Linked DNA regions of Rattus norvegicus: region 1 is linked to region 2. Evidence: chromatin contacts called from public Hi-C data. All regions are on one chromosome and are shown on one strand. Each heading gives the region's core, a stretch centred on a gene start, on an enhancer-like site or on the middle of the called end of the contact. The rest is flanking DNA. Distances are from core to core; before and after follow the strand shown. Region 1 holds the start of Tcim (transcriptional and immune response regulator). Region 2 overlaps Ido2 (indoleamine 2,3-dioxygenase 2).

Region 1 (2,700 bases), core at 27-2,526, 98 kb after region 2:
AGTAAGGCACAAACTTTATTAAGGTAAAATAACGATTTTATTTCTATTTTATTAATTTAATTTAACTTTGAGACAGGGAATTCCTGTGTAATTCAGTCTGTCCTGCAGTTTGCTAGCCTGCCTCAGACAGATGGGGTTGTAGGTCTGTGACTTTCTTGACTATATATGAAAAAATATAAAAGTCCATTCTGGTTTCTTGGAGGACCAGAAAGTACAGTAGAGGTTTGGTTCCTAAAGAGGAATCCCTAGGTCAGATGAAGGTAACCGTTTAGCATGTAATAGCTGTACATATCTGTGGATAGCAAAAGTAAGATGTTAAAACGTGTAATGAGGATGGCATCGTTCTAATTATGCTGAGTGATTCCAAAGTGGCCCTGAAAACAAAAGGTCAGCTCATTCCTTGTGGGCACTGAGTACTCAAAGCATCTTCATTAACCTTTGACCCCTGCTTTTGGATAGCTGTTGCTGTCACTACCCACACAAGATAAGAGCTCCCCCCTGCCGCTATTACTGTTTAAATTGCACTTTCTGGCAGAAATTGCATATTGCACTCACACACAGTTTGTGACTCCTGGTTTCCCGCCGAGCCGTGTCAGTATTCTGTCAGCAAACTTTAGCTCTAGAATCCGATGTCCTCCAAAGTATTTTCTCTGACTCCCAGGCCCTCGCTCCACAAGCCACAGTTACCCTGAGAGGGACAGGCAAAAGGCACACAGACCTAGGCCGTCAGTGTCTGGCCTGCACTTTAAAAACTTCTCTAAGGGGTTGGGGATTTAGCTCAGTGGTAGAGCGCTTGCCTAGGAAGCGCAAGGCCCTGGGTTCGGTCCCCAGCTCCGGAAAAAAAGAACCAAAAAAAAAAAAAAAAACAAAAAACAAAACCAAAAACAAACAAACAAAAAAAAACCAAAAAAAAAAAAGACAACTTCTCTACAAATCGAAACTCTGCTGAGTTTGGCAGGACTCTTTGTTTCAATTGTTGGTGAAGATTTTTGAGCCTTTTCTCTCTCCTGGTTTCAGCTTCTGGAAGGAAGAGACGGTTTGTAAGGACAAACGGCCGTCAGGGATGTAAAGAGGGAAGCCCCCGTAGCCAGCTTCTCCAAACACAACTTTGAAATGCATTCCAGCATCCGGAGCCAGATATTTGGCAACGCAACTGTTAATGTTCTGTGGTTTTTCCTCCCTGGGATCAATGTGACGTCACCAGTGTAATTTGAGTCCGGAGCTCTGTTCACACTTTAAATAGCAGTCCAGGGATTGATTTTACAACAGACTTCCCTGGAAGTGCCCAAGCTGAGCTGTGAAAGACCCACATCGATGAAAGCAAAACCAAGCCACCCAGCCACCAGCATGTCCACTTCTCTTCGAGTAAGCCCGTCCATCCACGGCTACCACTTCGACACAGCTGCTCGCAAGAAAGCTGTGGGTAACATCTTTGAAAACATAGACCAGGAGTCCCTGCAGAGGCTCTTCAGGAACTCGGGAGACAAGAAGGCAGAGGAGCGGGCCAAGATCATTTTCGCCATCGACCAAGATTTGGAGGAGAAAACTCGAGCCCTCATGGCCCTGAAGAAGAGGACAAAAGACAAGCTTCTCCAGTTCCTCAAACTGCGGAAATACTCCATCAAGGTACACTGAGCACAGCAGGATGGCTAAGGAGCTTATCCACCAATGAACCTTTAAAGACCCAGTGAGCCTGCCAGTCTTGGCAGGGGCAGTGTCCCGCACAAAGGCTTGAGAGCTTCTCCCGACAGGACTCCGAGGATGGAAGGGACATACCTCACCAGCTACACAGACTCCCAACTCCTTACAGCCCTGAGCTGTCCCACTGGGAGCAAAGTGCCTTCAGCAGGTGTTGAGAACTCTCGCAGCAGGAAAGGAGCAACACAGCCTGAGAGAATGGAGGCACGGACCAGAACTTGCAGAACATGGCATTTGTGGGGACTGAGTGCACGCATCCAGGGTCCTGGGAAAGGCCCTAAAACTAAACTCAAACCTAACTTGGTTTTTGTTCTTGTTGTTTGGTTTGTTATTTTGTTTTCTTTCTTTTTGAAAAATATCGAAGTGGGTAAGGAGAGGGAGGAAAGAGAAGGAATATGAACCGTAAATGGTTTACTGAAGTTTTGCTTTTTTGTTTTTTAACCCGAATGTCTTAAAATGTGGCTAAACCTCCGTGCTGTTTATGGGGTCAAGATTTTTACAGATCAGTAATTGACTGCTTGCATTTCATACAATGCCTAAGACAGTGCGCCCCCTGGTGTTAAAGTCAAAGAACTGGATGCCTTGCCCAGCATGGTGGTCGTCTATGGATTTGTACACATTCCAAAATGGTTTGCCCAAAGTTGAAAGAATGGGGCCCTTCATAAATCTGAAGGACTGTGAACGATTTTCTAATGTTTTTTTAAACTTTCTGGCTAATGCTAAAATATAATCTAATTAAATGTCCTACAGACACCGTAGCGAGCATTAGGATATGAATATGAGAGATTGTTTAGAAGGATGCTGTGGTATTTTTTATATAATTTATTATACATTGTAAGTGATACATAGCCTAATAAATTATTATCAACTTAGCTTCTCTTTCTCCGTGATGATCGGTCCCGGGGGAAAATATAGGACGGTAAATTCTGATCATTGTAAACTTTTCTAGGGGTTGACTCTAAATCTTTCAGAGCAGCTGTATGCTGATTGCCAAACTTTTCC
Region 2 (2,700 bases), core at 175-2,674:
CATCCTAGTGCTTAGCTGTTCTCATCCTGCATCCTAGTGCTTAGCTGTTCTCATCCTGCATCCTAGAACTTCACTGTTCTCATCCTGTATCCTTGTGCTTAGCTGTTCTCATCCTGCATCCTAGTGCTTAGCTGTTCTCATCCTGCATCCTAATGCTTAGCTTCTCATCCTGCATCCTAGAACTTCACTGTTCTCATCCTGCATCCTTGTGCTTAGCTGTTCTCATCCTGCATCCTGGAACTTTGCTGTTCTCATCCTGCATCCTAGTGCTTAGCTGTTCTCATCCTGCATCCTTGTGCTTAGCTGTTCTCATCCTGCATCCTTGTGCTTAGCTGTTCTCATCCTGCATCCTTGTGCTTAGCATCCTGTGGGAGCCAGAACCAGGGTCTCTGCTTAGACTCAAGCATAGTTTTGCCACAAAGAACACCATGTCCTTTGTTAGTAAACTGTGGCTCCCACCCCAACCCTACCCCAGCCAGTTTGCTTGCTAGGAACCTTTCTGCCCTGCCCAATCCCCCTGCCTCACAGCAGAGAGCTGCCACCGTGTCTTCATTCTGTGGGCAAGTCAGAGATACCCAAGCTCAATCTAAAAAGAATCAAGTTGCTTTTGGACGTGTCACTGGTTCTTCTCCCAGACCTCTTCCCTTCCTCCCTCCCTGCCTCTTCTCTCCGGGCCTCAAACTGTGATCCCCCTGCCTCACCCTTCAGAGCTTATGTGTATGCGCCATGTGTGAGTAGCTTGGTATGAAGCTTTGTTTCTTTTGTTTTGCCTTCCTGGAGGTTACACCCAACGCTCTGCACACGTTGGCCAATTGCTCCACCATACGCTTCCTGCTCTCTGTGTCCCTGGCTTTGAGAGAAAGTCTCGATGAGTCACTTAGGCTGGAGCTGTACAGGGGTGAGACACTGAGCCATGCTGCTGCTGCTGCTGCTGTTGGTGATGACGATGATGATGATGACAACGACGACGACGACGATGATGATAATGACGATGATGATGACGACGACGATGATGATAATGACAATGTGGCCACAATGATGACAGAGATGGTATTGACGGCTGTCTCTTTCTTTTTGTTTATTTTTGGTATTTTTTGTTTTGTTTTTTGAGACAGTATCTTACTATCCTTCAGCCCAGGTTGCCTTGAACTACTTGAGCCTCCCGAGTGCTTGTATTACACACATGCAACCACCATGGCCGGCTCTAGATTCTTTCAGTTCACCAAGGCCCTACTGTGCTCTTGTCCGTGACCTGGGCCAGCCTTCTCCTCCCTGCCCAGGTTGGATTCAGCACAGGGTGGGGAGGAGGGGTCAGATGCTCAGTGGAGATTTGTGAGGTGAGGTTGCTCTCCATGCAGACCTGGAAGTCACCAGCATGGGAGCGACCGGCTACTGACTTGGAACCGATGTGACTCCCCCACAGGGTGTAGACATCGCCGATTCTATTTTAATTCTCTCTGCTCTATTTTTAGGACTGTGTTTTTCTTTCCCCCTGGTGACACTGGAAATTTGTATGTGAAAAATGCTTTAATTGACCCCTTGAAAGCAAGAGAGCCAAACCAGAATAAATAGTAAGCCCACATGTTTAGGATAAAAATAAATGTGGCTTTTTATATTGGACAGTTCTAGCTCAAAGCCTTTTCCTACCTGGCTGCAGAAAACCCCAGCCTCACCAGTTTAAAGTAAATTCCAACCGTTGTTGCTTCCCCACTCTGCAAACGCATGTGTGTACACACACACACACACACACACACACACACACACACACACACACACACCTGCAGTGGGCACTAGTCTCACGGTCCTGTCTAGGAGTATAGCATCAGTGAGGGCATCTGCTTGTTGCCTGGCCTCTTCCAAATGTTTGTCTCCCGTGTGGAGCCAGGTAAGGTGGACTTAGCAAGCCAGTTCATCCTACCCAGAAAGCCTTTCAGCCCCATAGCCCTGTCGTTCCACTGTCCCTGTGACCATAATGCAACATGACACTGGCTTAGGTTCTTTGCTTTTACAGCCTGGGGGAGAGAGGAGTCGAACTCCAAAAGAGAACTCAGCCAGGTCCTGCACCAAGGCCTCAGGACTCTTCCTGTCTTGGGTCCTCTGGGCTCCATCTGGCATATGGGGGGAGGGGTACACATGACCAGGCTAAGGGCTTCTCAGAGACCCAGTATCGCGTTCCTCTATCGATACTGTCACTGGTCCTCTTTCTGGTGTAGGTTCAACAGTGTCCCCCAGGAGATTAGAACACGGCAGAAAATCTTCCCTCTCTACCTGGTGTCCTTGTCTCCTGTTGAAGTCTGTTTCACACCACAGCATAAGGGCAGAGGTGTGCCTACGTGTTTCAATTCTTCTCTGGGATGAACCATATGTGTGAGGGTCCAGAAAGGGTCTGGAGTGAAGCCCATTTGCCTCCATGCCCCTGCCCCTGCCCCTTGCTTCTCTCAAAGAGTGGGACCTTCGAGATAAGACCTGGCTTCCAATGCTGCTGCTTCTCAGTGTTTGAAACAATATGGCTTTCAAACCACCCCAGAAGGCAGCGGATCCTCGACTTCTTGTTTATTATCAAGTGAAGCTATGCAGTCTGGGGTAGCTCTAAGAGAAGAGATACACCTTGGGACAAAGTTTGTTATAAAGTGGGGCTTAGGCACATTTCTCGCGTGTGTTCCTCATTTGGGGGTGTTGGGAGGCAGACAATAGCAAGGG

Evidence for each region. Hi-C and Micro-C count contacts between places; a contact is called where the count stands out from the background.
Region 1: a contact with region 2 is called in a Hi-C map of the A7r5 cell line, with 3 times the contacts expected there. The contact joins the promoter of Tcim here to the enhancer-like site in region 2. A contact is called at or near these places in 12 of 12 Hi-C or Micro-C datasets (the A7r5 cell line, the Rat2 cell line, Schwann cells and 7 more) and 1 of 1 datasets of contacts at active chromatin or transcription factors (oligodendrocytes).

The regions. Positions count from the first base shown.
Region 1 is chr16:74,297,068-74,299,767 of GRCr8, forward strand. It overlaps Tcim (transcriptional and immune response regulator), which reads left to right and starts at 1,277. Exons shown (of 1, transcript NM_001115043.1): 1 at 1,277-2,570. The coding sequence starts at 1,315. The coding sequence ends at 1,635. The region is part of intron 2 of LOC120097515 (a long non-coding RNA gene); the gene reads right to left.
Region 2 is chr16:74,199,032-74,201,731 of GRCr8, forward strand. It overlaps Ido2 (indoleamine 2,3-dioxygenase 2), which reads left to right. Exons shown (of 10, transcript NM_001419674.1): 10 at 1-1,620. Among named protein-coding and RNA genes, the nearest start is that of Ido2, 39 kb to the left of the region's middle. Within about 2 kb of position 1,425, at least 4 of the 93 cell types and tissues checked have an H3K27ac peak or open chromatin away from gene starts, as enhancers often do. A contact at or near this core is called in the A7r5 cell line, where this site is marked.